Linked DNA regions of Mus musculus: regions 2 and 3 are each linked to region 1. A link is a contact called in public HiChIP or PLAC-seq and promoter capture Hi-C data. All regions are on one chromosome and are shown on one strand. Each heading gives the region's core, a stretch centred on a gene start, on an enhancer-like site or on the middle of the called end of the contact. The rest is flanking DNA. Distances are from core to core; before and after follow the strand shown.

Region 1 (3,511 bases), core at 678-3,177:
ACCACGGGAAAGAGCAGCCCAAGAGGGAGCCTTACTGCATCATAGTTCCTCCCAGACACTACACTAGAGTGGTGACCAGGACAGAACACATGTGAGCTGCTGGCTTAAAAGATTGAGGCGCTGGAGAGTTGGCTCAGTCCTTAAGAGCACTCGATGCTCTGATTCCTGCATGCATGCACGCACGCACTGCAGTCCACACCCAGCTCTCAACTCCAGTTCCAAAAGAGCCAATGTTCTCTTCTGGCCTTTGCAGGTGCTGCAACACATGTAGTGTACAGACAGTCTGCAAAATAAAAATGTAAGATTTGAGGAGAAGCCAAATTGAAGCCCTAGAAGATCATGCTATATAGCCTGGATCGGCCAGGTCAGCCCTGCCTCAGCATCCTGAGTGAGGTTAAGGCATGTGCCACAACACTTGACCAAAACTGAAACAACCCTGCCCTTCCTGGGCTCCACACCATCTATCTTGGAGATACTTAAGTCCTAGCACCTCATACCTGCCTGCCATGACTGTCACCCATAGTCAGAGCCCCATTTATCTCTCCTTGCAAACTCTGGACCAGAATGAAGACAAGTCCGAGTCCATACGCCTGTGTGCCGCCATAGACTGAGCCCTCAATGGAGAAGAATCTGTTGACTAGACCTAATAATCCAAGGCCATGGATTGGAAGCATGGCAACCCAGGATGGGTCCTTACCAGGCCAGCCATCTGGACAGCCAAGACGCTGGGGACAGCAGTCACTTAGCCATACCCCTCTGCTTACCCATGCCTCTCAGGGTAGGGAGTTACCGCAATCCTGGGCCTGGGTTGTTAGCATCGACTGCTACCACCACAGGACCTCAGTGTGCACACAAAAGCACCCATATAGAGCCCCTTGTGGCTTAGTAGATTTTCTTTCCCCTGGAAGGTGGTGACTTCTCAACCAAATCCACCTATGGGGTTGCAGGTATAATAGGGGCAGGGTTACCTTAGGGGTAGTTGGTTCCCACTCCTATACCTCGGGTCTCCTCAGATACTCGTGGGAGACACTGTCACCTCCAGCCCCGACTAGTTCTGGGTAGTCATTCTAAGTGAGAGGGGACTAGGCCCATAGAACAATAGGCTGGCTGAGACCCAGGACCAGAGGAGAATCACAGATCAGATGGCTTTGGTTCACAAGCCAGCCACCTGAGCACCTCCTCCCCTGTGAGGCTAGCCAGTGTGTCTGCATTGAAACACTACAGATCCCCTGTCCTGATGTCTAGCCCAGGTGACAATCCCTGAGTGAGAGAGAGTCCCAGCTTTGGGGTCCTTCATGAGTCACCCTAGTATCAAGGTCTCCCAGAAGCCAGTAGCTGGTCTCCACCAGGCTCCTTCCTTCTAACCCTCAACAGGATCTGTTAGCTCCCCAACTGACAACACTGGAGCTAGGCTGGCCTCAGCCCTGGGCTCCTCCGTCTCGGTAGTGACTCTAAAGCTGGCTGGCTATTCATCAGAAATGACCCAGTCTCAAGTCCATGCTATGTGCTTAAAATCCAAACAGATTAATTCTTTCTCCACCTCCGCCTGTCAGGCTGAGTGTGTGTTAGCAACACCTCCCTAGGGGAAGCAGAGGTCTAGGTCTGCCCTAAGGGGCCAGGACTTCTCCCACCCAACCAACAGAAACCTCACACACAAGACTGGACTGTGACCCCAGGGTCTGAGCTGTCTCGCCATTCCGCTTCAGGTGCCAAAGGTCTTAGCATCTGGACGCTCCAGCCCCTCATTCTCACACAGGGTCCCAAGGCTGTGATGATGCTACAAGAATGTGCTAACTAGGCACTTCGGGCTCTGCCTGTCTATCGGCACCTGTGGACTTTGAGAGGGGGCGGGGAGGGCAGGGGAGGGGAGGAGTGATGCCGCAGAACGCTGGGCGGGGTCAGGAGGCGGGGCCTGGCCAGCCAGGCAAGAGCCTGCCCTGCAAATCTCTGAGCCACTGTGCTGCCTGCTGGTTGCAGACACAGGGCACACCATGAAGCTGGCCCTCCTGCCTTGGATTTTGATGCTGCTCTCAACAATACCAGGCCCCGGGTTCACAGCAGGTATGCCCCCACTTTGTCCTTCTGACCTCCCTGTTCATCTGCCTGATCAGCCAGGCCCTAAGCAGACACCCCTCTGGGCTCAGCTGTCTATCCATCTGGCAGTCCATCTGTGACTACACTGGGGAGTACTGGGAAGAAACTGGGGGGGTGGGGGGGGCTCCTGGATCTAGACACTTCTGGTGGAGATGGGAGGTCTGAACCAAGCTCATTCTGCACTCACATAAGGGCCTGGGAGGGAATCCCGGAAGACCAGAGCCTGCAGCCCAGCCTCTGTGAAGGGTGCAATCACACAGGGAACCCCCTGCCTCTCATCTGTCCCTGTGCTGGTCCTTCTCGGCGCAACCAAGAAAGTCTAGCAGGAAGGATGAGCCTAGAGCCATGGCCTTTCCCTGAGCTGAGCTGGGAGTTAACCAGCCTGCAGTCTCCTGCTTCACACAAGTGCCACCACCCTTCTGGTACTTTATCTCATGGCATCTTGAAGCATCTTCCCACACCCCTTGCAGTCGTTAAACCTTAGCCGATAAATATTTATTGCTGCTCCGGAGTATAAGCTTAGTGAGGTGGTCTAATGGCTTAGACCGCAGCCCGGCTCCTGGTGGATCTCCATCAAGGGTCTGGGGAAGGTGTGGTCTGGCCTGGGAATTTGTACCTCACCCCAGTCTCCACTTTTCAGCTCTGGGGCTGAAGTACAGCCCTACCACAGGTCTCCACAGCCCACAGAGGAAGTGGGCTGAACAGCTAGGCCTAGACAGGATGTTCCACAGTTTCTATGGGGTATTCCCAACTACACTGTGCTGCAACCCTCACTGGAATGTCCCCTCCTATCCCCTAAAAAGGGAGTGTCCTGGCTGCCTTCTCAGAGGGTGGGGCTCTCTGAGATTCAACTGTGTCCCACCCCCAGAAAGAGATGGGACAAGCTCAACCCAGATACCATTCCCTCCCCGGCCTTCAGTAGGACTCTTGGTGACTATGTACCCTATCAGAAAGCACGGGGACCCTTTTTTAGCTGTGAGGACCCACAAAGCCACTCCATTACCTGTGCTAAAATGGAGCCCCGCCCACAGAGCCGGTGGCTTTCCACCATGCCACTTGGTAGCCATAGCAATCCCTGGTCTGTCTCATGGACGCTTCTCACAGGCTCCAGGGGAAACGGGCCCTGTTGGTCAGGCAGCTGACCCTGGGACACGGGGCTTTCTTCTCCAGGTGCCCAGGGAAGCTGTTCCCTGCGCTGCGGGGCACAGGATGGACTCTGTTCCTGTCACCCAACCTGCTCGGGCCTTGGCACCTGTTGTGAAGATTTTCTGGACTACTGCCTAGAGATTTTACCCTCCTCAGGGTCCATGATGGGTGGCAAAGACTTCGTGGTGCAACATTTAAAGTGGACTGACCCTACTGATGGGGTCATTTGCAGGTGGGGGGTGGGGACCTAAACAGCTAGGTCATTAGGGCT
Region 2 (3,511 bases), core at 682-3,181, 470 kb after region 1:
CAGCTTGGTGGCTGTGGTTAGACCTTGGAAGGATTCGGATTTTTAAAAAGAGCTAGCTACTTTTCTTTCTTTTCTTTTTTTTTTTTTAATGTATCTGTGTCTACCTGCATGAGTTTATGTGCACCAGGCACATGCAGGATCCCACAGAGGCCAGAAGAGGACTCTGGATCCTCTGTAACTAGAGTTACAAGTGGTTGTAAGCTATATTGTGGGTGCTGGGAACTTATCCTGGGCCCTGTGCAAGGACAGTACGTGTTCTTTCCTAAGCCATCTGTCCAGCCAGTCTCTTCTTTCTCTTTTGAGACGTGAAAGTTTTAAGTGGGGCCTGATCTCCTTAACTCAAGTGATCCCATCTCAATCTCCTGAGTAGCTCTAACTTCAGAGGTTAATACCAACATGGCCAGACCACATTAGCTCTCAAGTCTTTTTATTTTACTTATTTTCTCTTGAGACAGGGCCTTGCTCTACCACCCTGGCTGGCCTTGACACTGCAGCAATCCTCTTGCCTCTACCTCCCAAATACTAGGATTATAGGTGTGCTAGTTATTAATCATCAATCAATCATCTGTCTGACACAAGGAATCACTATGTAGCTAAAGCTGACCTGGAACCCATTAGTGTGATGTGCCAGGCCCCGTGGGAGTCTCGGTATGGGCACCACTGTTTGTTCCGCACTGCCTGGGTAATACTCACTGACATCAAAGGCTGCCTTCAGTGCCTGGATGTCTGTGGCCACTCCAGACACTCGGTAGATGCCCACCTCCTCCATACCCCGGCGCTCGATCTCTTCCACACACTGGCGCACAATGTAAGGTACCTTGGACCTCTCTCTCCTGCAGGGGGAAAAGAAGGCGTGGAGAGTTTGAGGGCCTGGTCAAGCTTCCCTTCCTGTTATGAGTTCTCAGGTATGTGGCATAGATTTTATCAGGAACTTTCGAAGAACCAAAAGCATCCAATCACATTGCAAGATACCTATGACCCTGTGGAGGAAGGTCAGGAGGCTGTGTTATTTTCTTCCATGGTGCGGGAGAGCACTCAGGGCATCCCTTACAGATACCGGGTAAATAGCCTGAGCTATATCCCTTACCTAGGAGGCTTTTTTTAGGTGACACTGACCTAGGAAGTACAGATCCTGGGCTGTGAATGAACCAAAAGCTTTCTGGAGTCCTGAAAAAAAAAACCTCTCACCTCTAAGACAGGAAGTTGAACAGGTATTAGCCCAGAGGCTCTTGGACAGCTACATCTTGCACAGGGCAGAGACACTTACATCTGCTGCGTGTTGGATAGTTTTATGTCAGCTTGACACAAGCTAGAGTCATCTGAAAAGAGCCACCTTTAATTGAGGAAATGCCTCCATAAGATCAAGCTGAGCAAGCCATGAGGAGCAAGCCAGTAAGCAGCACCCCTTCATGGCCTCTGCGTCAGCCCTTGCCTCTCCAGGCTCTGACTTCTTTCAATGATGAATGGCAATATGGAAGTGTAAGCCGAATAGACTCTTTCCCAACCAAGTTTTTCTGGTAATTGTGTTTCATCACAGCAACAATAACCCTAACCAAGACATGCTGCACATACGGACTCTTCAAGATTATCCAGACAGGTACCCTGCCATTTCAAATGCTTTCTCTAATGACAACCTCTGGACCTCCCGGTACAACTCTGGACCCAGAATGCTTTGAAGACAGAAGCAGGAGCTTAGTTTTACTTATAGCTGGGCTATATGCACCAGCAAATCCTCTCCAAGTCCCAACACGTAGTTATAGGGGAGAGGCGGGGGAGGTGTCTTCCTTCCCAAAGTGCACATCTTGGTTTTCTAGAAAGAGCTAGGACCAGACTGTGTCAGCGCCTGGGCCGTGAGTGATGTAGCCAGTATCCCATCCTGGGGAAGTGGATAAAGTCGGGGAGGAAGTGGCCTGTCTCAAACCAACAAACAGGCATCTCCTGGCAACAGGCTCATGACAAAGGGGCAGAGGTTCAAACTGTTCCACAGGACCGTGGGATCACAATATACTGCAAGCGAGGGAGGAAGGGAAGCAGGGCCTGTGAGGACATTCCTGAGCCGGCTGTGCAGTAAACAAATGGAAGTGGCTAAGCAAAGAGTCACAGTCTCACAGTTGTCCCTGGGGTCACCCCGCTCCCTGCTCCCCCACACACACACTCCAGACCCCATCCAGCTAGCAGGGTCACGCAGAGAGAACAGGCCCAGCCTTTCCTACAGACACTGCAGAATGTCCTCTGCGAACAAGCCCGCGCCCCTCACCACTCACTTTGTGACTACAGCAATCTTGACACCGAAGACCCCTGTCTGTTTGCGGGAGGGCATTCTCTTCAGGCTGAACTCCCTGCTCGTGAACTTGACGGAGAGTTTCACTTCAATCTGCAGTAGAAGGGAAGGAAAGGCATGGGTCTCTCACGCTCTGGACCCCGTGGGCTGAGATCACAGGGCCCCTGAAGGCCCTATCCCAACAACCCTTTTCACCTCCAGGTCAAACAGGTCCCAGAGTGGCGTGCAGCAAGCCCCCGTGGGTTGGTCAGAGCCAGGGGTGGTAAGGGGCATAGAGGAATTGCTTCTCCAGAGTCTCCTCCCATATTGCCAATATTTCCCTTTCTTTTTAAAAGTAATAATTAAATGAAGAAGTAGACAGGGTTGGAGTGTGTAGTGCGCACAGTTACTGTATATGTACAAGGTACTGGGCTCAATCAATTCAAAGCATGAGAGCAAAGCAAAAGAAGACAAACAACACTACCCCCCCCAAGGCCTCATCACAAGAAAGGGAACAGGTCAAACATCCCAATCTGGAAATGTAAACTGTCCCAACACTGAAAACTTCCCAAGCTCCAGCATGCTACATGCGGAAGGTTCCACACCCAGCGGTCCCCCTGCTAATGACCCCCTGCATAAAATTACACCCCCACAGCTGCGCATGTAAGTTAAGCTTTATATTTATATTCGGGTCCCCTGTCCAAGACTGCTTATGTACATGCAAATATCCCGGTAATCAGAAAAAAAAAAAAAAGTCTCTAAAACTGCTCTAGTTCCAATCTTTTTGGATACATCCTTCTGAGATAGCCGATCTTAGGTTGTCCGTGAGACGTTCTCGGTGCTGGGGTCCCTAGCTCCACTTGTCTTTCTTTCAGGACAGCGTGCAGGGTCTGGGCTGGACACTGACCTGAGAGGACTCCTTCCTATGCAGTGTTCCTGCTCTGGAGGCTCCCCATTCGGCCCTGTCCACCACACTCCTGCTCTCGTGGGGTTCCCTCCACCCCACTCCTCTCCAGCAACCATCTCAGGCTTGGTGGTCTCATGACTGCTCTGGGTGGAACCGGGTCTGCTTTAACGTTCAGTGAGAAACAGACACACAGGGAGCCCTGCGGGCACTTACTCCATTCATGTCGATGACAGTCCGCTGCCAGTCTCTGTCCTGTAGGGTTTGGGGGTCCAGCTGAAACCAAAGACGCATGATTAGAAAAGGGCCTCAGGTCGGCTTGGAGGCTGTGCCTGGCAATGGCCAAC
Region 3 (3,511 bases), core at 579-3,078, 290 kb before region 1:
TGAGGTGAGTAGGTAAAAGACAAGCCACTCTTTCCTTTAAAAAAATGCCAGACTCAGGCTAGAGAGGTGGCTTAACTGTTAAGAGCACTGACTGGGGCTGGAGAGAGATGGTTCAGTGGTTATGAGAGCTGTCTGCTCTTCCAGAGGTCCTGAGTTCAATTCCCAGCAACTACATGGTGGCTCACAACTGTCTATAATGAGATCTGATGCCCTCTTCTAGTGTGTCTGAAGGCAGCGACAATGTACCCACATACACGAAATAAATAAATACATCTTTTAAAAAAGGGGGGGCAGGGGGCTGGCGAGATGGCTCAGTGGTTAAGAGTGCCGACTGCTCTTCTGAAGGTCCCGAGTTCAAATCCCAGCAACCACATGGTGGCTCACAACCATCCATAACGAAATCTGATGCCCTCTTCTTGAGTGTCTGAAGACAGCTACAGTGTACTTACATATAATAAATAAATAAATCTTTTAAAAAAATGTGCTGTTGTAGAAAATTAAAAAAAAAAAGGGGGGGGCAGGCTTGAGCAGACCCCACTGGCTTATCTATTTGGCCTCTGCTTACCTTGTATCCAGTAGGCAAGTGGTAACATTCTTCCAGCTTCAACCCCTTCTGTGGGCCTCCGTGGCTAGCCCACCTTCCAGATCCTCTACTAAGTGTGGTAATGTGGGGTAATGGGGCAGGTTGGGGGGTAAGGGGGTGGGAAGTGGAGGGTGGGGGGGGTGGGGGGTCTGGCTGATAAGCTGCAAGTTCCTCAGAAAATAGTCGTGCATCCCTGGCAACACTGAAGGCTGTTTAGGTTGCACAAATAAATGTTTTAGGGTTTGGGGGTTCTTTTGTTGAGACAGGATCTTCATATAGCCTGGCTCACTCTGTAGAGCAGGTTGGTCTCAAACCCACAGAAATCCACTTGCTTCTGTCTCCCAAATGTCAGGATTAAAGGCATGCATCCAATGAAGAGTTTATTTTTAAAATGCTATGCATGGTGGTGCATGCCTTTAATAGAGGCAGATCTCTGAGTTCAAGGCCAGCCTACTCTACAGAGTCCCAGGATTGCCAGGGCTACACAGAGAAACCCACTCTTGGGGGTGGAGGGTAGGACTATGAATGCCTCATCCATTTTATGATTCTTTGACCAACACTGCTGAGATGAGTCTGAACCAGACCTGGAAATTCTAGCTATGATGATACATGCTTGCAGTCCTATCAGTCAGAATAGGCAAAGACAGGAATCTTGAGTTGGAGGCCTGCCTGGGCTACATGTACACATACTAGACTCTGTCAAAAAAAAGAGAGAGAGAGAGAGAGAGAGAGAGAGAGAGAGAGAGAGAGAGAGACTCTGTCATAAAAAAAAGAAAAGAGGGGTGGGTGGGAAGGGAGGAAGGACGACGGGAAGGAATGGCAGCCTTTAAAAGGTGAGGCTTTTTAAAAGATTGCAGATGGCCAAGTAAAACTTACCACTCTCTGCCCCTACTTTGCAGCAGCTCAGGGCCCCACTGGCCCACCAGAATTCAGAAGAGAGCTGAAGGCCTGGTGGAAGAGGCCTGCAGTGCCTTGTAGAGCCATTGTCATCCAAGAGGGAACACTGCACAGTTGGACACTCGCTGCAGAGATTAGAGTAGTTGAACTGTTTTCAGCACGTAGACCTCCCTCTCAGATGTGATTCTGTCCCTGTCTCAGATGGCTGAGCCTGACTGGTCAGGAAAAGCCTGTTGGCTAGTGTGCCCCCCGGCCAGGGAACAACCTGAGATTCCAGTGTCCAACTCAAACATCCCTGACCCTTTCCTCCCAGCCAACTGACCCAGTTGCCTGCTAGTAGAGAAAAAATCTGGTCCCTCCCTCCAAGATCCTCGCTGACTGCCTCTGGTCTGAAATTGTTAAGTGTGCGCATTTGCATCAGCCATTTGCATCAGCGTGTGCCAAGTGTCAGTAGAGGTCAGAAGAAGGCATCAGTTCCTAGATGGCCACCCTGTGGGTGCTAGGAACGGGAGCCAGGTTTCTCTGCAGGAGCAACAAGTGCTCCTAACCACTGATCCATCTTTCCAGACCCGTCTCTGTTTTGTTTTAAGGTGTGGGGACTGGCCAACTTCCGCCATATGCCTCAGTTTCCCCTGAGGTCACATTTCAATAGTCCGCTCCTTGCAAGAGCTATTGTACCACTTTCCTGTTAGCTAGGGCTGTTTAGATTGGGGATCTGACCACCTGCCACAGGCTAAAACAAGTCAAGCCACCATGGAGAGACCTGGCGAAGGATGAGACTTCTGAAGTGGGGCTGGAGAGCAGAATTGAGCTCTCCCCGGCTCTCACTAGTTCTAAGGGACCCAGCCCCTCCGGGCACTCCTCCCTAACTCAGACCGCTGCTGCAGGCCGGTTGAGTTTAGAACAAAAGGCAGGGGGAGGCGGGGCGGTGGGGGGTGCGGTCCCGGCGCCGGCGGGGGCGGGGCGAATGCTATAAGGGGCGGCGGCCCGGCCTGGCCCAGCAGGCCCAGCAGCCCCGGGGCGGATGGCACGGGCCGCCTGTCTCCTCCGCGCGATTTCGCGCGTCCTCCTGCTCCCGCTGCCTCTGCTGCTCCTGTTGCTGCTGCTCCTGCCGTCGCCGCTGATGGCCCGGGCCAGGCCACCGGTGAGTGCCCGCCACTCCTCCCCGAGGGAGGGCTGGGCACGCGGGCTGGGCCCACTGGCTGAGCTTGACCCACCAAGCGAGCTCCCTGGCTACCCTAGTGCAGTCTGTCCCCGAAATGCCTTCTGGGTCTCTCTGAGCGTACTATAATGAGCTTCCCGTGGTTGGCAGTGTGCAAGTGGAGCTGGTGAGACGCGTCTCTGCGCTGAACTCAGTTTGGAGACCGGCTTCTCCAGCCCCCAGCTAGGGATGCTGGAGTGTGTGTTGATAGAGGTAGCAGAGGGAGTGGATGCCAAGGCCCCTTGTTCATCACTGGAATGAAGCAAAGCAAGTCTGGGGGGAGGGGGGAGCAAAAAGGGGCAGCCTCCGGGTGTGTGGTTCCAGTAAGCACCCCTGCAAGGTGTGTACCGTGGATGGAGAATAAAGGAAGAGCTAGGAAGGAGAAAATGGGGCCCAAGTTGAGAGAGGTGCCCCAGCTTGCAGGAGACAAGTCTGGGAGTCCTGGTAGCCGACAGAAAATGCACCTGAGAGAGATAGTGTGTGCGAGCATCAGGTGCAGTCAGAATAGAAGGGAGCACCGGGGGAACAAAAGCATAAAGAAGAAGAGAAAGGAAAGGGGGTGCAAAGAGGCAAAGGGGAAGAAGAGAGATTGAGGGTTTCCCAGCCTGTGTGTCCCAATGGCTGCATCCTTCTTCCAGCTTGGTCTCTGAGGCACCTGTCAGAGTAGAGACTAAGCTGTGCTGGGGCTGGAGCTGGAACCACTACAGATCTACAATGCCCACGGGGTACCGTGCCCTCAGTAGCCAGCTAAGGCAGCCGGCCAGCTCAAGGAATGATGGATGGGAGGAAGGTATGATAGGCAGGTGTCCCAGGACAGGTCCAGCCATACC

Evidence for each region. Promoter capture Hi-C pulls out the DNA fragments that hold promoters and counts their contacts. HiChIP or PLAC-seq counts read pairs in DNA pulled down with a chosen protein or histone mark.
Region 2: a promoter capture Hi-C map of liver shows a contact between it and region 1, with 2.4 times the contacts expected there. The contact joins the enhancer-like site here to the promoter of Susd2 in region 1. A contact is called at or near these places in 3 of 39 promoter capture datasets (liver, neutrophils and pre-B cells), 3 of 484 Hi-C or Micro-C datasets (B cells, the N1E-115 cell line and pro-B cells) and 1 of 9 other capture datasets (liver).
Region 3: a contact with region 1 is called in an H3K4me3 HiChIP or PLAC-seq map of embryonic stem cells, with 10 times the contacts expected there. The contact joins the promoter of Chchd10 here to the promoter of Susd2 in region 1. A contact is called at or near these places in 12 of 39 promoter capture datasets (the 3T3-L1 cell line, the C10 cell line, the HPC-7 cell line and 7 more), 12 of 484 Hi-C or Micro-C datasets (B cells, CD4 T cells, ECoMG myeloid progenitors and 8 more), 22 of 115 datasets of contacts at active chromatin or transcription factors (the 230-238 cell line, acute myeloid leukemia, bone marrow-derived macrophages and 8 more) and 5 of 9 other capture datasets (adipose tissue, embryonic stem cells, liver and 2 more).

What each region holds. Positions count from the first base shown.
Region 1 is chr10:75,642,424-75,645,934 of GRCm38.p6, reverse strand. It overlaps Susd2 (sushi domain containing 2), which reads left to right and starts at 1,927. Exons shown (of 15, transcript NM_027890.5): 1 at 1,927-2,061; 2 at 3,265-3,472. The coding sequence starts at 1,992.
Region 2 is chr10:75,175,206-75,178,716 of GRCm38.p6, reverse strand. It overlaps Bcr (BCR activator of RhoGEF and GTPase), which reads right to left. Exons shown (of 23, transcript NM_001081412.2): 17 at 3,381-3,440; 18 at 2,265-2,374; 19 at 694-833. Among named protein-coding and RNA genes, the nearest start is that of Specc1l, 35 kb to the left of the region's middle. Within about 2 kb of position 1,931, at least 6 of the 459 cell types and tissues checked have an H3K27ac peak or open chromatin away from gene starts, as enhancers often do. A contact at or near this core is called in liver, where this site is marked.
Region 3 is chr10:75,931,447-75,934,957 of GRCm38.p6, reverse strand. It overlaps Chchd10 (coiled-coil-helix-coiled-coil-helix domain containing 10), which reads right to left and starts at 1,828. Exons shown (of 5, transcript NM_175329.4): 1 at 1,460-1,828. It overlaps Mmp11 (matrix metallopeptidase 11), which reads left to right and starts at 2,456. Exons shown (of 8, transcript NM_008606.3): 1 at 2,456-2,624. The coding sequence starts at 2,505.